Regions from separate parts of the Mus musculus genome. Here regions 1, 2, 3 and 4 are each linked to region 5. Evidence: chromatin contacts called from public Hi-C and HiChIP or PLAC-seq data. All regions are on one chromosome and are shown on one strand. Each heading gives the region's core, a stretch centred on a gene start, on an enhancer-like site or on the middle of the called end of the contact. The rest is flanking DNA. Distances are from core to core; before and after follow the strand shown.

What was found. Hi-C and Micro-C count contacts between places; a contact is called where the count stands out from the background. HiChIP or PLAC-seq counts read pairs in DNA pulled down with a chosen protein or histone mark.
Region 1: a Hi-C map of the N1E-115 cell line shows a contact between it and region 5, with 2.9 times the contacts expected there. The contact joins two enhancer-like sites. A contact is called at or near these places in 2 of 15 datasets of contacts at CTCF or cohesin (the NIH/3T3 cell line and large pre-B cells), 17 of 484 Hi-C or Micro-C datasets (the AML12 cell line, the AtT-20 cell line, the HL-1 cell line and 7 more), 3 of 115 datasets of contacts at active chromatin or transcription factors (extraembryonic endoderm stem cells, fibro-adipogenic progenitors and heart atrium) and 1 of 9 other capture datasets (embryonic stem cells).
Region 2: a contact with region 5 is called in a Hi-C map of muscle stem cells, with 3 times the contacts expected there. The contact joins two enhancer-like sites. A contact is called at or near these places in 2 of 15 datasets of contacts at CTCF or cohesin (the NIH/3T3 cell line and large pre-B cells), 11 of 484 Hi-C or Micro-C datasets (the AML12 cell line, the AtT-20 cell line, the N1E-115 cell line and 8 more), 2 of 115 datasets of contacts at active chromatin or transcription factors (fibro-adipogenic progenitors and heart atrium) and 1 of 9 other capture datasets (embryonic stem cells).
Region 3: a contact with region 5 is called in an H3K27ac HiChIP or PLAC-seq map of embryonic fibroblasts, with 7 times the contacts expected there. The contact joins two enhancer-like sites. A contact is called at or near these places in 6 of 484 Hi-C or Micro-C datasets (bone marrow-derived macrophages, embryonic stem cells, liver and 3 more) and 6 of 115 datasets of contacts at active chromatin or transcription factors (the NIH/3T3 cell line, embryonic basal ganglia, embryonic fibroblasts and 3 more).
Region 4: an H3K27ac HiChIP or PLAC-seq map of embryonic stem cells shows a contact between it and region 5, with 4 times the contacts expected there. The contact joins the promoter of Parvaos here to the enhancer-like site in region 5. A contact is called at or near these places in 6 of 39 promoter capture datasets (embryonic stem cells, hippocampal neurons, liver and 2 more), 2 of 15 datasets of contacts at CTCF or cohesin (the NIH/3T3 cell line and large pre-B cells), 2 of 484 Hi-C or Micro-C datasets (muscle stem cells and nephron progenitors) and 7 of 115 datasets of contacts at active chromatin or transcription factors (the NIH/3T3 cell line, embryonic basal ganglia, embryonic stem cells and 2 more).

Annotation. Positions count from the first base shown.
Region 1 is chr7:112,581,116-112,584,961 of GRCm38.p6, reverse strand. The region is part of intron 12 of Parva (parvin, alpha); the gene reads right to left. Among named protein-coding and RNA genes, the nearest start is that of Gm24154, 35 kb to the left of the region's middle. Within about 2 kb of position 1,746, at least 16 of the 459 cell types and tissues checked have an H3K27ac peak or open chromatin away from gene starts, as enhancers often do. A contact at or near this core is called in the N1E-115 cell line, where this site is marked.
Region 2 is chr7:112,601,594-112,605,791 of GRCm38.p6, reverse strand. No RefSeq gene overlaps it. Among named protein-coding and RNA genes, the nearest start is that of Gm24154, 15 kb to the left of the region's middle. Within about 2 kb of position 2,656, at least 54 of the 459 cell types and tissues checked have an H3K27ac peak or open chromatin away from gene starts, as enhancers often do. A contact at or near this core is called in heart atrium and muscle stem cells, where this site is marked.
Region 3 is chr7:112,497,083-112,501,107 of GRCm38.p6, reverse strand. The region is part of intron 1 of Parva (parvin, alpha); the gene reads right to left. Among named protein-coding and RNA genes, the nearest start is that of Parvaos, 37 kb to the left of the region's middle. Within about 2 kb of position 1,422, at least 96 of the 459 cell types and tissues checked have an H3K27ac peak or open chromatin away from gene starts, as enhancers often do. A contact at or near this core is called in the NIH/3T3 cell line and embryonic fibroblasts, where this site is marked.
Region 4 is chr7:112,533,975-112,537,719 of GRCm38.p6, reverse strand. Parvaos (parvin, alpha, opposite strand) reads left to right here and starts at 2,037. Exons shown (of 5, transcript NR_154467.1): 1 at 2,037-2,812; 2 at 2,888-2,972; 3 at 3,126-3,239. All of the region lies in intron 1 of Parva (parvin, alpha), which reads right to left.
Region 5 is chr7:112,866,616-112,870,451 of GRCm38.p6, reverse strand. All of the region lies in intron 9 of Tead1 (TEA domain family member 1), which reads right to left. Among named protein-coding and RNA genes, the nearest start is that of Rassf10, 85 kb to the left of the region's middle. Within about 2 kb of position 1,506, at least 59 of the 459 cell types and tissues checked have an H3K27ac peak or open chromatin away from gene starts, as enhancers often do. A contact at or near this core is called in the N1E-115 cell line, the NIH/3T3 cell line, embryonic fibroblasts and 3 more, where this site is marked.

The sequences.
Region 1 (3,846 bases), core at 497-2,996, 290 kb after region 5:
ACATGCAGGTGTGCCTCTGACACACTCAATTCATCTCCTTTGGCTGATCCCAGTAGTGAGATTGCTACATTGCACAGAGGCTCCATTTATACTTTTCTGAAGACCACTCCCTGCTGTTTTTCATGGTGGTGGTACTAATGGACAATGCCACCAAGTCCACAGTCAGTCTCTTGGGAAGCAATCAGGGTGCTTATTTGGCTTATATGGCTCAGTACAGAACGCTTCTCCATATTCTGTGCCACTGAGTCTGCCCACATGCCCTGGCTTACAGCACACTTTCTAGTCAGCAATGAACAGGCCAGTCTTTCTCACATTTTGTCGCTCTGACATTCTTTGTGGTGTGTGTGTGTGTGTGTGTGTGTTTTCAAGACAGGGTTTCTCTGTATACCCCTGGCTATTCTGTAACTCACTCTGTAGACCAGGCTGGCCTCAAACTCAGAAATCTGCCTGACTCTGCCTCCCAAGTGCTGGGATTAAAGGCATGTGCCACCACTGCCTGGCCCACTCTGACATTCTTACAGCTACCCAACAACTCCAAATGAAGACTGTTTTCCAACATGGCTGTGGCCATTCACTCTTACCCCTGCATTTTTTTCCTATGGCTCCATGCCTTTGTGATGATCTGAGTTTGAGGAAGCTGTTACTGTCAGCTCTGCACACTGTATGTAACCCAGAGCAATGAGGAAGGCGGCTGGGGATATCCTTCACATTTCTGGCCACAGACCACGTCCAGCCATGTTGAGCTGACCAGGGGAACTGCCCTGCCGTCAGCTGGTGCTCACCACACAGCCTGTCCAGCCTGCAGACTCCTGAGGTTTGTATATGCCCTCCGTCTGCTGGCTGTCCACAGTTTGATCCTGACTGCGCTGGGCTTCTCCTGAGGCCCAACCTTCCCGGCACACTGGAATCTTGTCCATATTCATCGCTGAGTCCTCTTGAATGGTGGGAATGGTGAGGCTTGTGCATCTGAAGATGCATACCCCCCAAAACAAACCAACAGCCTGATAGCAATATTCGCCACTCTCATTTCTCCTTCTTGATTTTCCTTCCTTCCCCTCTCTTCCTCTCCTTCTTTCCTTTCTTCTCTCATCTATCTAGAATATTAAGCCCAGGTCCTATACAAGTGATCTACCACTGAGCTATATCCCCAGCCTTCATTTTATATGTTAATTTGAGGCAGGGAGGCAACAGGTCGGCAGGCAGACAGGCCAGCAGGCAGACAGGCCAGCAGGCAGGCTCTCACTAAATAGCCCAGGTTGGGCTTGAACTCTCTATGTAGCCCAGGCTGGCCTAGAATCACTCTCTAAATCCCAGACAGGCTTTGAGTCTGCAGTCCTCCTACCTCAGCCTCTCACATTCTGAGGAGTACAGCCCTGTGCCCTTAGGCTGGCTCCTCACCTGGTGTTTCAGCCACTCCCTTGGCTGTGAATGTGAGGCTCACCCTCAGCTTAAGCGCGTTAGAGCACCGAGAAGCTCTGAAGCCTGGCAGCAGAAGACTAAGATGTAATATGGGGGACTGCAGAGCTCTGAGGACTCCTGACCTCAGCATCTTGCCACGAGAAATGCCTCCATCAAGGTGTTTTGATCTGGAGACATCTTCAAGAACCTGTAATGCCTGCAGCGTAGACTAGGAAACCACATCCCAGTGGAGACTAGGAAACCTCCCCTAGGAAGGAGCATGGAAGCCAGAGGGAACGCTGAGATCTGCTGCTTACAAAGTCCAGCCTCACAGAACACCACTTCAGCCCCACCCCCACCCCCCTTAACGCCTGGAAATTTTCTGCATGGGCACGATGCCCAGGGCAACAACAAATAAGATACATGTGTTTTTCCACTGACATCGCTTGAGAAGTTTCAGATGAAGTGAGTCAATAATCACATTTGAAACCTCATCCATATACCAAAACCATCCTATAGCCTGACACTGGGAGAGTTCTCCCTGTCCAGAGGGAAACAAAGGCCCAAACACCAACAGATCAGGACAAGCCTTTCCAGCCTGCAGGCTGGAAGTTTCCATGAAGCAGCTTAAGGAGCCAACCACAGAAAGTGAAGCTGGGGCTGGAGAGATGTCATAGCCATTAAAGGCTAGGCTCACAACCCTGAGGATAAGAAAGTGAAGCCAGTGTACCCCAAGGCAGGTGCTGGGGCTGCTGCAGCCTTAGGGCATCAGGATGGAGAATCAGGTCAAGCCAGGGAGAATGCTCCCAGGGAACACTGTCACTCTAGAGGCCTTCCCTTAGAGGTAACCATGGACATGGGACAAGGTGGGAATGAAAGGGAATCATTGAGCTGTATCAACCATAGTTGACAGTATCTGGGCCTGTAGGAGTCACAAACTAAGGTCCCTGTCCTTGGCTGGGCCCGTGGCTCAGTCCTTCATCCTGATGTCTATCACAGCTCTGCCAGACCTTCTGTTATGTTCTGACTGGCCTTAGGTGGATCCTACTGTTTCTTATGTACCCAGCCACACAGCCTCCATTGTACCCCGCCTCAACAACTCTCATGACTCTCATGCTGTTTGGGCAGCTAATGATGCTTTTCTTCCTCTGGTTGGTGGCAGGAGCCTTAAGGGAAGAGGTGATCTTGTCTTCACTGTGTATGACGATGTGAAGGGTCCCAGGCGGGCTAGATGTAGGTGCAGGGTCTGGAAGGCAGATCTTGGTTTGGAGGCAACAAAGCAATATGGTGTAGGAGCCACAACCTTTGCTTGCCCCCATGCCTTTTAGTGACAAGGACGATACAAGCACAGGGCTCTGTGGATGGCCGTCTCGGAGTTCCAACTTGACAGACATGATCCACAGCCCAGTGTCTACTTGCCAGGACTGATTACATGGAAAACTGCAGCAAGCGGCACCAAGAGTGTGTACTAGGATAATGGCTAACAGTGACGTGTCTCGTACCCTCAGATGCACACATGCAGCCAGGCATAAACACTGCAGGCACGCCTGAGCAGTCCCTTCTGTTTTGCTCTCCCCTGATCTCACACAGTCTGCCCTCTGCATCCCCGGGCTCTACATTCAGGGATTCAGACAACAGAGTGTAGAAAATATTTTTAAAGTTTTCAGGGCTAGAGAGATAGCTCACTGGTGACAAGTATTTGTTGCCCAACCACGAGGGCCTGAGTTCATAGCCACACCCCCAGCAATCTGGGCGTGGCCTTGCATGCTGTGGGAAGATTGCTGGGGCTTGCTGGTTGCCAGCCTTGCTGGGGAAAACAAACCTAAATAAGCCCACAGGTCCCAGGCTCAAGGAGAGACCCTGACTCAAAGGGTGGAAAGTGATAGAGGAGACACGCATTGTTTGCTCTGGCCTCTGTGTGCATATAGGTACACATGCACGCACATACTCAGAGACAGTGAGACTGAGGGAGAGAGAGAGGGAGAGAGAGAGAGAGAGACAGACAGACAGATGGAGGAAGAGAGGGAAACAGAGAGAGAGATAGAGAGAGAGACAGACAGACAGACAGATGGAGGAAGAGAGGGAAACAGAGAGAGACAGAGAGAGAGACAGACAGACAGACAGATGGAGGAAGAGAGGGAAACAGAGAGAAAGAGAGAGAGAGACAGAGACAGAGAGATACAGAGAGATACAGAGAGAGAGACAGAGAGCCTCCATCTGTACCGAACAGGTCAGATTCCCCCCCTACTCATTATTTCCTCAACAAGGCCATATAACAACGATTTGCATAATACTCTGGTGGCAATAGATGTAATGAACAGTGTGCAAGTGGCTGAACGAATGTGGGAGAGTGTGCCTGGATTCTAAGTACAGATCAAATCATCTTACATAGGGGACTTGAGTATCCTTGGAGGGTCTTAGAACAAACTGCATACATATATTTTATAA
Region 2 (4,198 bases), core at 1,407-3,906, 270 kb after region 5:
ATATTGATTTTGACCTTTCAGTACTTTAGATTAGATTAGCTTGGTGTGATGCACATGCCTTTAATTTCAGCACTTGGAAGGCAGAGGCAGGTAGATCTCCACGAGTTTCAAGGCCAACCTGGACTTCATATCAATATTGAGGCCAGCCAGAGCTACAGAGTGAGACCCTGTTTCAAAAACAAACACACTAAGACCAAACCAAACAAACCAAAATGAACCAAACCAGCAACAACATCAAAACCAAAAAACAAACAAAGTTCTGTTCATGATTTAGGAGCCGGAAAAATAGCCATTTTTGTGAGTATCTTGGATTATTCCAATTTCCAGAAGAATGGCAAACCAAGGAAACGCAATGGCTCTTTAAACCAACACTGGCCACAACTCTGGAATGATAACTGCTTGGACACAGGAGATGTGGATCTGATTGGGGGGTGCTGGGTGTTTTCTTCAAACGCTCCACTACTCCATTCCAGGACTGCTCAGTCACCTCTGAATACTATTTGCTTCAAAGCTTATCATATAATAATATAAAAATGAGGACATTTGAGGGCTGTGAGATGGCTTGGTCAGTAACCAGAGTCCAACCCACAGAACCCACGTTTAAAGAAGAAAGGAAAGCCAGCTGTAGAGACTGGCTTAGTAGGGAAAGGTCCTTGCTGCCATGCCTGACACCCTGGGTTCTATATCCATGGGAGAAAGAGAGAATAGATTCCTGCAAGTCGTCCTCTGACCTCCATTACAACTCAGGGACATTCATGTGCCTCTCCCAACCCTACACACACACACACACACACACACACACACACACACACACACACACAGAGAGAGAGAGAGAGAGAGAGAGAGAGAGAGAGAGAGAGAGAGAGGTAAATGTATCAATAGATGGGTAAATAAACAAATGAAATGTTTATAAAGTCAGGCTCCATAGCATGCATCTGTAACAGTCTGGGGAGGTAGAGAGGGGCGGGTCCTTGGGGCTCCCTGTCCATCTACTTTAGTCCAATGGTTGAGTTTCAGGCAAGGTGGGAAATCCTGTGTCAAGGAAAAGGCATTTGAGGACTAACATCTGAGGTTGTTCTCAAGTGTGTATACAGGTACAGTCATACCTGCACACATATATGCTCACTTACTCGAGAGTGTGAGCATACACGAAGGCACAAAAGGCAACATTTTCAGCCAGGCATGGCTGTCTTGAAACCTCTCCAGGACATATAATTAATAGGCACATTTTTCTGCGGCTGGCATGAGGCATCGGGGCTGCAGAGAAGAATCCAGACAGCCGCTCTAGAAGCAGCTGCTAAGATCTGCACTCTAATTTGCTGCCACAGCTTGACACAGTGAGATGCATTAAAATGTGCCACATTGGTTAACATGGGTTCAAGTAGACAAAGACTGCCAATTTGGAAGGAGGGTAAATGGCCTTTGGTGGCTCTCTTCGTGATGCCCAGACGGCATGCGGTGGAAAATTACAGTGTGCTTATATGGGCAGTTCTGGCACAATCCAAGCACAAATGAGACCCGAGGATTAGCTTTCCTGGATGAATAATTATTCCTGAATCATGAGACAGGCACCCGTGGAAAGAAAAGTGCTTGTCTTTCTAAGAAGTCTCCAAACACTGTCAGAGATTCATATCCTCACATGAGTTCCGTGCAAATGAGAACCGGCCCTTAACATTGTTCTGAGCCAAAGAAAATTCTTGGTTGGGACTGAGAAAAAAAAAAGTTAGATAAATAATTTCTTCTTGCCTCTCAGAAGGCCACAGCTATCGCTGCAATCCAGAGCTGGCCTCTAAGCAAGTCTGGCGGGTTTTGCTTGGACCAGCTGCTATGATGAACTTACAGTAATTCCAGGTTTTCCTCTACTCCAGACAGAGCCAAGAGCTATGAAGTAAGCCGGATGCATCCGGCTTACTTCATAGCTCTCTTCAGTACCTGCTGACTACTGACCGTTCAGTTTTCTGACTTCTTTCTTTACTAAAACAGGACCATAGGGGAAATTCCTTCCAGGCAGCCGAGGAAGCTGGCAAAGATTTATTTCAAGTTAATTAAGAAAGCTGTGCTAAGCACCAAGGGAGTCTGTTTAGTTGGGCTGTGGGACGTGACCACCGCATCAAGGCTGAGCTGGACCTTTTTGCTCCCTTTACCACAGACCTTCTGTATTTTACCATTACCACTAGGAGGTGGGGAAGATGAGGGGAAACTGAGCTCAGAAAGACTGACTCCTTAGGATGAGCCACTGGTAAACCAAAGTCTCAGAATTTGAACTTGGCTTTAGTCTGAAGAATATGTCCTCTGCTTGTCTGCCCTATGCTATAAGATGGCCATAAGCAACGAAAGCCTCCAGTTAGAGCCCAAGGAGAGAGCTCGGGGTGAGAACTCCAAGCTGAGTAAAGGTGAGGAAACAGGCTAGCTGCTGGTAGAATGCTTGCCCAGGCTGCGTGAGGCGATATAAACTGTGTATGTTTGTGATCCTCCTACAAGGAGGCAAGGGCACCAGAAGTTTAAGAGGGCCCTTGGCTACACAGTGAGTAAGTTCCAGGTAGCCTGGACTACATGAGACTGTCTCTGAAAAGACAAGTGGGAGAGCGGGGAGCTAGGCAGACAGGATATGTGGAAATGTGTGGAAACGCAGCAGAAGCTGGGTTTGTGTTGATCCTGGGCCCAACTTCTGAAGATCTTAGGAATCCCGGAGCCCAGTGGGAGATAGTTGGACAGATTTTCTGGAACCTAGAGCAATTTTTTTTTTCCTAAGGCAAACATTCAATATGAATAAACTCAAGTGCTTTTCCCCTAAGGCACACATTCAATATGAATAAACTCAAGTGCTCCAGGGGTCTCAGGATCCTAGATATACCCCAGGACACTGAGATCTGTGGCGTAAAGACTTTAAAATGGGTTTCTTGTGAAGGATGGGGGACTCATTGTCCCCACCTCTTGATGGGCCGACAAGAAGGTACAGAAGGTATGCTCTCAGGGTAGAAAGGATTTCCAACCCAGAGTGGTAAATGGCTTCTGACTAGAATTACCCCCAGGAACCCGACAGGCCTGGAAGATCAAGGACAACCTGGCTGACAATGTCTTCCATTTTTGCCTGTGGTGTTTTAGACTCTTCTGCTGACCCTGAAGCAGCTCCACAGGCCTGGATGTTCCTGAAGTCACTTCCTGAGGCACGGAGGCGATGCTTGTGGCAAAGGTGTGATTCGAGATGCTCAAAGTAGTCATATGGTAGGATCCGGGAAATGACTCATCGGAGATCCCGACATGAGGAAAATTCATTCCCAAAACCACCAAGGGAGAACCAGGGGGATGGCTCACTTGGTTAAAGTGCTTGTCAGACAAGTATGGGACCTGGATACCCCAGGACCGTGTGGAAACAAAATCAGGTATGGTGGCACACGCCCATAATCTCAGGGCTAATGTGACACAGATGGGAGCTGGCCAGCCAACCTGGCATAATGGGTGAGCTTCAGGACAACAAGGGCCTCTGTCTCAAAAATAAAGTAGACCACACCTAAAGAATGGCATGGAGGGTTGATTTCTGGCCTCCACAGGCACATGCATGTGCATGTACACATGGGTGTACACACATGTGCAAATACATGAATTCAAGAGAGAGGAATGGTCCCACCCCTTTTCTTGATTGGGAATAAAGGTCTAAAAAGGAGACCAGAGACATATTCATCCTTGAATTATTTGTAGGGAATTAACCATGAAGCCAAGGGCCCGTAGAAGATGAGCCATTCACCAGCTCTGTGTCTCTTGGTAGGGGAAGGGCAGTCTCCACTGGATGAAATGAAACAGACAAAGAAATGGGCAAAAACTATTTATGGATAATAACTTCTGAGACCTATATACCCATGTATTGGCTTCACAATGAGTCTTTTATTGTAATGTGGAACATTTGGTGACTCAAGAGACACAGAGCATGTGACTCACGCAAAGGTGGTGGGCTCCAAACAGAGAGACCTAATAGTTTGTTCTTGGCTGGACACTAAGAAGTTGTGGGCAAATTACCCCTCCCTGAGACTCCCTTTTCTGTCTGCTAAGCAGAAAAATGATCCTGAATCTTGACAGAGCTGCATACATTTTGAAAGTGCAAAATACATTATGTGTGCTGAGTAAATGAGAGAGAATAAGAAGAGAAATATAGAATTAAATAGATAATACAAAATAGTAATACCCAGAGTTGGCAAGATAG
Region 3 (4,025 bases), core at 173-2,672, 370 kb after region 5:
TTTACAAGAAGAAACTGTCTTGCTGAATTATTATCATTTTGTCCGTGTCTTCCTTTGTAAAATAAACCAAGAATATTTTCCCCCCAACAGTGTTTACACAGTTAGAATTAGAGATGGCTCAGCACTTGACAGTGCTCGCTGCTATTTCAGAGGACCCAGGTTCAGTTCCAAGCACCCAGACAAGGGAGCTCACGATTGCCTGTGCCTTGAGCTCCAAGACATGTGATGTCCTCGTCCAGCCTCCACGGGCATTCACCTATACATGCATATACTCACAGACAAATACATTTATGCACAAATAGAAATGAAATAAAAATTCACAAATAGATATATCCAGGGCAGAAGAGTTGGTTCAGTGGTTAAAGGTGCTTGCTCCATTTGTAGAGGACCCAAATCCAGTTCCCAGCCCAGATCAGGGAACTCACCATTAACTGTAGCTCCAGTTTCAGGGGATCTAATACCCTTTTCTGGCAGACACTATACCCATGTGCATAAACGTACAGACATACATATTTACACGTAATACAAGATAAAGCACATATCCACATGATCAAATGTGGCTCTTTGATGGTCAACCTGCTCCTGTGTGTGTGTGTGTGTGTGTGTGTGTGTGTGTGTAGTTTTTGGTGTTGTCTGGGTGACTTGCTTCCACCTCCTGCCTTTCCCATCTACCTGCAATCCCACTTCCTCTGGCTGCACAAAGTAACTCGGAGTTGAAGGAGTTAACAGTCACTAACAGAACCCGTGGGAGACAAAGCATTGGCCCCCATGATCATAAATCTCTTTCAAAGCAAGTCAGACTGCATTCTCTTCAGGCTCTCTAAACTCGGCTTTCATCGTCAGTTACATAAAGTGATATTTACGTCTGTTCCAACGTTCTTCCTTTCCCAACACGTTTATCTCAGGAAATGACAACAGGAAGACACCCCCCCCCAACCCAAGCACACATGTTATTTTTTAAAGGGGGGGCATGTTAAGGAATCAGGCTAAATCACTGAATTAACAGGCTTTTTTATTGGAATTCACTTTTTAATATAAATTCTCAAACATCTGTAAGCAATATTTTATAGACGTGAGCAAGAAAACAAGTGAGGCAAAAAAAAAAAAAAAAAAAAAATCCCCATGACTTAACCATTACTCAGCTACAGCAGTGTTTCACAACCCAAAGCAGAATAGGCAGGATTTTAGGATAACTGAAAAGGTGATTTTATTACGAATACATATCATAAATATCATGGATGTCATCACAGTGCGGTCCTTCTGGAAAGCTTATTCCTTCGGAGGTAGTGGTCCCATGTTTGAGATTTGGGTCAGCATAGGTGACTCCAATGGAAGCTAGTGTCTCTGCTTCTCCAAGGACCCCAGCTTCAGCCAGAGCAGGGAAGGCTGGGAATTTCCAGCTGGTGCTGAGTCGGAGTGACGTTAAAGTTAGAAACAACAGAAGACACGGGAAAGTCCCAGATGGCCCGAGTCTCAGCTGGGTGAGGGTGAGTTTGTCACACTTGGCAGGGCCTTAATGAGGAGACAGGTGTGCCTTCCGGGGCTGGTAAGAGCACACGGGGACCTGTTTAAAGGAACTGGGATGTGGGGAGACAGGAGGGGACCCACCCAGGCATGGGAGGACTGGAGATGAGGAGCAGAAATGCCTGAGAAGAGCTTAGGATTTTGGAAGCCCTGGGTCGATACTTCTTCTTCTTCTCCTCTTCCTCTTCCTCCTCCTCCCTTGAATTATTATATCTAAGTACACTGTAGCTGTTTTCAGAAGTACTAGAAGAGGGTGTCAGATCTCAATACAGATGGTTGTGAGCTACCATGTGCTTGCTGGGATTTGAACTCAGGGCCTTCGGAAGAGCAGTCAGTGCTCTTACCCGCTGAGCCATCTCTCCAGCCGCCTGGGTTGATTCTAAACACTGAGTTCTCTACTGGATCCCACGGGCATGAAAGGGGCTGGCGACTTCTGGCAGGGACTGCAGATGGGGGCTGGGTATGCAGTGGTAGCCAGTCAGAAGCTCACAACCCTGAGGATGTGAACAAGGGGCAGGTGTGAATAGTACATCTGGGTTACACTGGCAGCCAGCCTGTCAAATGCCAGGGTCTCTGTCCTTGCTTGCTGGGGAAGGGCTCTGAGGTGGCCTGCACAGGCAGGGGGTGGGGTGGGGGCTCTGGCTGGTCATCTAGGCAGCCATCTACTTACTTATCAACTAATATAAGCACTGTGTCCTGGGAGTCAGTCCTAGAGCAGGGCCAACAGGCTGCTCCTCCCCCCCCCCCACTCTCCCTCCCATGTGTGTGAAAGGGATATCAATTGCTTAAATAAAAGAAATCGAGGTGGAGGAGGCTGGAGCTGGGCAGGAGGAGTTTGTACTGGTCAAATTTCTCAATAAACATTTGCTTTGCTGATAAGTTTGGCCTGTGTGCAGTGAGGAATTCTGTTCCTTCCTGCTAATGGCATCAGAGGGGGTTAAAGGTAGACCGCTCATCTAAACCTATCCGGCAGGTTTGGACGACTCTGGCTCTGAGGAGGTGAGGTCAGGGGCCAGGAGGGAGTCAGTTACCTTAGGATAACTCCTTTGATGGTTGCCCTAGGGAATCTCTCTTTAATGTCCTCTGCTACAGCTATACACAACCAGTCTGTCTGTCTGTCTGTCTGTCTGTCTCCTTGTTATACAGAAATAAATGTGGAATGTGCAGTTACTACAGAATCCATAAAATAAATATACATTATTACAGAAGTCACTAAATCACCATTAGGATGGCATTAGAATTATAACCCCCCTTCCCATCTATACCCCCTTCCCAAGACTCAGAAAAGAGGTAGCCTCTGCTAACTAGCTAATTGTGTGTCTAGGAGGGCACGGTGAGGAAAAGCCCATCACTCCTTTTGTTTGTTTGTTTGTTTGTTTTTGTTTGTTTTGTTTTGGTTTGGTTTTGGTTTCTTTCGAGACAGGGTTTCTCTGTATAGCCCTGGCTGTCCTGGAATTCACTTTGTAGACCAGGCTGGCCTTGAACTCAGAAATCCACCTGCCTCTGCCTCCCAAGTGCTGGGATTAAAGGCCTGCACCACCACGCCCGGCTTTACTCTTAACCTAAGGAGATTTTTGCCTTCACTGGGAATGAAGGCATGGTGTTGAGCTGTGATTTCTCAGGCACTAAATGTCTAGGAAGTCAATTAAACAAGCTAAAATATTACATTAAAAACAAGTTACAAAGCACGATGCCCCTCATCTATGACGGGGGGTGGCGTTAAGGTTAACATTTCAAAACTTCCAGTAGACAGCCAGCGTCACAGAGTGCCGAAACCTGTTTAAAAGCACCGTGATCCCCTGACATTCTACCTGATTACCTAGACAGCTAAGTGTCCGGGGAGTAGGAAGTACACACAGTGTGGACACAGTAGGTCAACAGAAGAGGAGGACTCTGGGCAGGGCAGCAAAAGATGGCATATGATCTCAGCATGCCGCTTAGAAGAACACGTAGTTTAAAATTTATAAATTGTTCATGCCTGTAATGTTCCATTTAACATATTCAAACTGTGGTTGGCCAGGAGAACCTGAAACAAGAAAGCAAGCGAAACTGCTGCTTAAAGGAGACTGTTGTATCCTTAGAAAGAAAGGTAACAAATGCTCCCAGTGTAACATTTTGTTACTGTTATACTGGAGATTAGTTACATTTTCAAGTCACTAGAACAGAAGTAGATCTCCTCCCATTATTCACTCAGGGTCCTGACACCTAGGGAAAACTGTGTGTCAGGAAGAGTCCTTATCCGTGATTAATTTCTTGTTTTGTTAATCTAGACCTAACGTCAATGTGGATTAAACTAAAGAGTGAGTCATGTCTGTACTCACTATGTTGTGAATAACATCTTAGGAGGAGGAACACTCTCTCCCAACATTCGAAAGCTGTTGTCAGGCGCAGTGCAGGTGGACGAGTTAAGTTCTGACACACTGGGAATGAAGCCGAAAGATGTGGCAGTTTAAAGAATATCAGAGGTCGAGATGAAAAACCAGGGGTAAAAACCAAGCTAT
Region 4 (3,745 bases), core at 788-3,287, 330 kb after region 5:
TCCACCCCATAATCAGCATCCAAACGCTGACACCATTGCATACACTAGCAAGATTTTATTGAAAGGACCCAGATGTAGCTGTCTCTTGTGAGACTATGCCGGGGCCTAGCAAACACAGAAGTGGATGCTCACAGTCAGCTAATGGATGGATCACAGGGCTCCCAACGGAGGAGCTAGAGAAAGTAGCCAAGGAGCTAAAGGGATCTGCAACCCTATAGGTGGAACAACATTATGAACTAACCAGTACCCCGGAGCTCTTGACTCTAGCTGCATATGTATCAAAAGATGGCCTAGTCGGCCATCACTGGAAAGAGAGGCCCACTGGACTTGCAAACTTTATATGCCCTAGTACAGGGGAACACCAGGGCCAAAAAGGGGGAGTGGGTGGGCAGGGGAGTGGGGGTGGGTGGGTATGGGGGACTTTTGGTATAGCATTGGAAATGTAAATGAGCTAAATACCTAATAAAAATTGGAAAAAATAAAATAAAAGAAGGCTCTGAGACCAGACCAGCTGCCCGGAAGAGGTATAGACCAACTGAGGCATTTTACAACCTGTTGAGCGGCCTGCAGGCTGTGCAGTGTGCTTCCGATTTCCAACTTTGTGAGCTGTCACCCACACTGGGGTGGGCTTCAGTAGTACAGCTATCTTTGAGTCACTTCTCGTCCTATAAGTAACCCTTCAGCCATATTCCTGTAGATGGCCCCAATAAAACCCAGTGGTTCGCCAAACTCTGTTTTGGTGATATCTGTACTTTGGTCTGTCATGGGTTTCCTATCTGGGATGAGTAGATGTGGGTATTATGCCTCCCCAGGAAAAGTTTTTCACATAGCAGCAGGCAAAGTGACCTTGAACTTTGGCCTTTACCTCGTGGTGCTGGGATCAGAAGCATGTATAATCAGCTCTGTGGTAATGTGGTGCTAGGAACTGAACCCAGGGCTTTGTGCATGCTAGGAAGCACTCTTCCAACTGAGCCTCACTCTAGCCAGGGGACACTTTGTCCTCTGTTTACTATCAGATTCCCAAAGAGGTCAGATAGCACGTGCTTAGGAACTAGATGCCTAGATTCAAACTCAGGCTCTACCACTTTCTCTGCTATGTGACCTTGGACAAACCCATTAATTTCCTGTGCCTCAGTTTCCTCATCTACATGATGGGAGTAAAAATAATATTGCCAACTTCTTAGATCTCTTGAGAAGATAAAATGAGTTCCTGGTCCCTGGAAAGAACCATGGATATATGAGCTGCTGCTACTATTTAAGATGATACCTCTAATACTCTGTACCTGGCGAGTATGTATTGATTAAGTAACTCAGACTGCAAAGATCACTGTTTAGGGAACAGGCTAGATGCAGATGCAGAATTTACCCAAGGAGTTTTAAAAAGGCCTTCATGTTGTTGGGGTGGGGGTGGGGGTGAGGGTGGGGTCGTGGGAGAGTGTTGGGCCAAGAGTCATTTACCCTTTAGTCTGAACTTTAGCCCGACTCTGCGTGCACTATTGTGCATTTCTGAGATAGAATTTGTAGCGTTTGTTTTGTTCTTTTGAGACAGAGTCTTGCCAGGTAGCCCAGGCTGCTCCCAGATTCACTATGTTGCACATGATGGCCTCAAACCTGCAGCAGTCCTTTTGCCTTGGCTTTCTGGGTGCTGAGATTACAAGATTACACTATTCCTGACCAGTCCGCATTTTGTGAAGGAAGAAAATCCACTTCTGCCCCAAATGTAGCTAGAGCCAGAGAATAAACACAGTGGTCTTAAAATATCTCCATCTGACTAGAAAGATGATATTCCCAGCCGGGACTCTTAAAGGTGGGTCTGAATGAGGTCTCCCCTCCGAGAGCATTGTTCAGAATGTTTGCAGATGAACACAGCTACAGTCAGAACCCCGCCCTCTGGCCTGCCTCTTCAATTCACTCACAGAGACATAACAAGCCCCAGAAGAAAGGCTGAGATATGCTTACAATTGGAAATGGGTGTTTGGAAGAAACCATTGGGCAGGAACCCCATTCCCGTTCCATTAACCGCTGACTCAGAGCCAGTTGTTTGGAAAAGCCAATATGCAAACTGCTCAGTCTGCGCCTGGCCCCCGCCCCACGAGGCCCCATTAGCAGCCACTTTCCCAAAACAGCCCGCCCTGCTTTGGAAGGTTCCTTTCTATTCAACCCGAGCAGGGCCCAGCAGCAGCCTGCTTGCCAGGCCCTGAGCTGGGAAAGACAAAGGGCCGCGATTGAATTTTCTCGGCGGCGCAGAATCTGAAGATGTTGTTTACTCTAGAGAATGGGTTGAAGCTCCCGGCCCGAGGGTGCAGTCTCTAGCTGCTCACCCGCCATTAGTCATAACTTAATAAAAGCCCTAAACGGCTAGCGGAAGAGCCGGCTTCGAAGGCGCAGAGATTGCCTTAGTTCACTCCAAGAAAAGGGGTTTCTTCATCTCATTTTATTTTCTAGAAAATGCCATCTGAAATGAGGTCCACATCCAGCAGAGGCAGGCTTGGGGACTTGAAGAGGTGGATTCGAATCCTGCTCTGGTTTTATTAGCCGGAGGACCTGATGTGGCTTCCTGCAGTTAGAGCTGAAGCCGTTCGTCTGTTTTCCTCCCGTGTTTATCCTTTTGAAAGAACCCCCATTTTCATCTAGGATCCACCTGCCCTCCTGGGTCTAGAGTGAGATCCTGATTGCTTCAAGTCAGTAATGATGCTCCCCACCCTTGCCTCGGGGGCCATATGATACAACTCTAGTCAGAGCTTTGAGTGGAAATAGTTCTAGGAGTTTCTAGGAATAATCTCCCCCCATTTAAGAAAGAGTCCCATGGAAGGTAAGTCTTTTTCCTTTCTTCTCTCCAGCATTGTATTGGGCTTTTATGTATAACTTTGCTATGGTTCTTTTATAGCCAAGAGGTAAGTCTGCCCGAAGAAGCTAACATGCTGAAGTTGTCAAGAAGGAAGGAAAAGAGGGGGAGGACGTTGTTGATACTGGTGAGCTGCTGCCCCGGAAACCACCCCTTACTATGTAAGCTGGAAGAGCAGATGGACCAGGGACAGTCTACCCAGTTAGTGCATGGGGATAAGGATTACGTGGATAGCATAGGTCTGTACTTGATAGTAACTTAATCTCCTCTTTCTCCCCAGAAAGAACAGGATAGCCACAGGACTTGGTGAACCCTAAACTTCTATGCCTGGGAACCCCAAGAACCCCAGGAGAGAAACAAGTATGGAAAAAAGAATGGAAAAAGTTTTCTAAAGGTGAAAGAGGGTTGTGGGTGGAGCTGGGCTGGTGGGTGGGGCTGGGCTGGCACACTTGAAGCCCTGGGTTCCATCTCCAGGGACGGGTGCACACAGCAACTCCAGCACTGTGGAGGGGAGGCAAGAGGATCCTAAGTTCAAGTCCATACATAATGAGTTTGAGGCTCCCTGTGCAGGATCCCTAATTATATTCACTCAACTGAGAAGCACCACTGAATGCCTCCTCTAGAGCCTGGAGACATGCCTCACTCGGCTCCCAGGAGTGGAGAAGACAGGCCCAGGGGAACCATGGGACTAGTGTGTTCCACTCTAGGTGCCAGATGGGAACCGGAGGAACTTGTGTGGAATGAGGCTGATTTTGAAGCTGAACACAGGGAAGTGGAAGGGTTCCTAGCAAAAGGGACATTTGAATAGGACTTTGAAACGCCTACATTGTCATTACCCCAAAGCACTTATGTGTGAAAATAGGGAGGTTTGGGGAAACAGGGTAGGGGGTGAGACAGTAG
Region 5 (3,836 bases), core at 257-2,756:
GGAGTTTCTCAGCTCCTCTTTCTACCTCTGTGACCCTAGTCTGTCGTCACTGTCACTACGAGCCTGAAAGGTTGAATGAAAATCCTGAGAGTCACAGACAGGAGGTGCTGGAGGGGTCAACAGTCCTCCTCACTGAAGCAAGGTTTCTGTCTTCCGGGTCCCTGCTCCATTTGATCTTCACTGCCTATGGAAACCATAGAGGAATGAAGAGACCTGGACGCTGGAGTTGGCTGAGTTCTCAGTCTGGATTTGCAGCTGATTCCATCCACTTTCTAGAAACTTCTTGGCTGGGGCTTTCTGCCTCTCTACCCCAGCTGCCTCCATTCTAAGGCAGTGCCTTCCCTGCATGAGAATCTAGTGACTAGTGAGAGAATGCACGGAAACTACATTATCAACTGGGCCTGTCCAAGAGTCTGTCATGGATACTCTTTATTCCATGACTGTAAAAGTCCCCGACTTGGGCTGGAGAGATGGCTCAGGGGGTAAGAGCACCCGACTGCTCTTGTGAAGGTCCTGAGTTCAAATCCCAGCAACCACATGGTGGTTCACAGCCACCCATAATGAGATCTGACGCCCTTTTCTGGTACGTCTGAAGACAGCTACAGTGTACTTTAAAAAAAAAAAAAAAGTCCCCGACTTGAGGAGAGACCATCGGTGCACTCCCTCAAACAGCTACGAAATGGAAAGAAAAGCTTAAAACAGAACTGCAGGGCGGGAAGTGCCAGGTTCATCGGGGTGATTCCCACTGTCATGAGGTTATTTACTGTCACTACTGGAGCTGAGGTGGGTTCATGACCAAGCTTCTGATTTCCGTTAGGATAGCAGACTCTAACCCAGGAGGCTCCTTTTGAGGAAGCATAAAAGGCCTGTCCTCCAAAATGAGATGGAGCAGCTGGGGATGTACCCAGTTTGAGACAGTAGATCTCAATGGCTAGCGGGGCTTCAAGGTTTTCCTTTCTCTCCCCAACCCTTTTTCTTTCCTCAATAGGACTGATGATCTATCTTATTTAGGGAATTCCAATGTGACCGCTTCATTTTTGAAAGAAGAAAGAGAGGCAGGGAAGGAGGAAGGGAAGGGGAGGGGAGGGGAGGGGAGGGGAGGGGAGGGGAGGAGAGGGGAGGGGAGGGGAGGGGAGGGGAGGGGAAAACTACAAATAACCCTCTGTGCCCTGGGATAGAGCTGAGAGCTGCACTACAGCAAACCACCTGAAGGTGGCGATATTTTCCTAAACTTCTCCCAAAAATTTCAAGTATTTGAAGAACTTAGTAAAACCTTGAAAAATGACTGCTGTCAAATAATACCAAGAGAAAAATTATAATCCACTTAGGAATTTAAAGAAACCAAGACAAATAATTCATGTCGAAGGATACTAATGTCTAAGCTGAATCAGAGAGAGGACAAATCACCTGCCTTTGCTTCCTGTCACGATCCAGCCTGGACTGTCTGTCTGAACCTGAGGGTTCAGGGTGGCCTGGGCAGCCTTTGATGGCAGGGAGTGGGTGTGGAGTCAAGCCAAGAGAGTGACTTGCAGATTCAGCCAGGAGAGGATGGGGATTGCATGGGTCTCTATGAGGCTGCCAGAGAGAAGGTGAACCAGTTTCCTCCAGAGCTTAAACCCAACAAGCTGCTCGATCCCTTGTAGTTTCAGGGTGTTATACCGGGATGCCTCCTTCCTGCTTCCTCTTTCCACCCAGTGCAGCTGAAGAGACACCATGGCTGAATGAAGGGTAGGCACTGGGATGGCAAGCGGGAGGGAAGCTGACCCGCCAAGAAAAGCAGATGGAGCCTGGCTGGGTCTCTGTGAAATGTCTATAAAACCTGCATTTCCAGATGCTTTCAATTGCCTCTTCCCCAAAGGCTAATGAAGAAAGAGGGTGAGTTCCCAGACCAGCTCAGAGAATATAAACCACCCAGCAGACAGGCTGCAGCCATGGGAAGCTGTGTGCTGGTGTGGGACAACTTAGCATCCTTCACTATGGCGAGAGCTGAGGGATCACACCACGTCTGGCCATCATGCAGAGCCTTGGATGCCACCCCATCTCTCAGGTCCCCCTGGAAGACCACAGAGGAAAACCCAAGAGATCCACCCAGCCCGAGACAACCATCAAACCAAGCGGCAGCACCCTCCTGGAGGATCAGATATACTTTGGGATGAAGTATTCTAAGTGTCAAGGATGCTAAGAATGCACAGGTAGGAACCTTCTATGTATGAGCTGTGCGACCTGGTCTGTGTGCCATCTGAACACAAAAATGACACATATGGCTGGGTCTTCTCCAGGGGTCAATGTGAAGGTCAAGTGAAAGAGAGAGTTGCAACAGAATCTGAAAGGGATTGGCCCAGATGGCCACGCCCCTCAATGAGACAAGGTAAGTGCTCTAGCACCCCCTGCATAGCCTGAGGCCTGGAACCTTCAGCTGACTCAGTACCCATCCTCAACTCTACACCCTCCTCACACAAAGGCTCCTACATGCTGGTTTGCTTTTACTTGTTCAGATGACATTTCCAGAACCAGCCAACGTCAGAACTGCGGTCTGACAAAGGAATTTAACTGGATCTGGGAACTTAAGCTTTTGAAAGGAGCTATAAAGATAAGAAAATTAAATCATCTTTGGGCCTATGTTGGCCCGATTGCTTTACTGGAAGGACTCAGGTTATCTGATGGTACTTCTGTGGAACATCAGTAAGAGCTGGGTCAGAGGCCGAAGTCTCCTGAGAGGATTTGGGATCCCTTAGGCAAGGACAAATGACTCACACGAGCCCAGGATCCCCAGCTCCAGACTCTAGCCACCGAGAAACGAGGATCAGAATGCCGGCTCTGCAGGATCCCTAGCCTGGGCACCCTGCAGCAATTCTCCCCCCAACCCCCATCGCACCCCCTGTCCCCCACAGGCGGATCTGTGAATGGTCCATCCTCTCACTGAAAGGAGCTATGTGGGAGGGCACTGTCCACTTAGAGACCTCCCTAGATATTAGTAACTTACTCCTTGGATTTTCCCTGAAATGCCTCAAGCCATTGGCTTTTTAAACAGCCCATTCTTCCATCCATGTGTGAACTGCTTCAAGGTCTCCAAGGCTGGGTCCTAACAGCAATGCCAGTGTCTTGTTTAGTTTGAGGCCGACAGGAAACTGCGTTAGGAGCTTCCTCTCCTCCTTGATACGCTTCTGCATTCCATCAGCGTGCTCACCCGTTCCAGGTACCTGCTCCCTCTTGCAGGCTAATCCTCAAGGTTTTGTCCTCACTACCTACCATCTGGTCCTATTTCCTGTGATAGCATTTTAAGACCAGTTCAAAACACATTTTGGCATCACTCAATCTGCCTAAAGACAGCACCAAATTGTAATTAAGATAGCTACTCAGAGACCCTACATCAAAGCCGGGAAACAGGCTCACACTGCTGATAAGTCAAGGAATCCTATCTTTGTATGCAATACAGACGTCATTAAATCGAGGAGGAAGAGTTCAGGTAAGGACATTCTTTGTTTCTCTGGCTTCACAGAGCGCTCAGCTGCAAACTGGGGTCACTCAGCCTTTCTCCTGGAGGGCTCACATTTTCAGGGCACAATGCCTAGCACAGTGCTGATGGTGTGGCTAAGGAAGGCTGGTGTACCGTGCAGGCACACAAAGGCAAACTCAGGGCACCTACCCTGCTCAGGGGTGCTCCAGTGACACATCAGAGAGCTGGACCATGTGTCATCTCCTCACCAGTGTCCCCTTCTCTAATACGGCTGTCATCTGAGCAACCCTGCTCTCAGCGCCTGGTCATTCTGGCACTTAGACCACAGTGGACAGGAAACATGGAGCCTGGCACGGAGGAAAACTGACAGGGAGGGGTT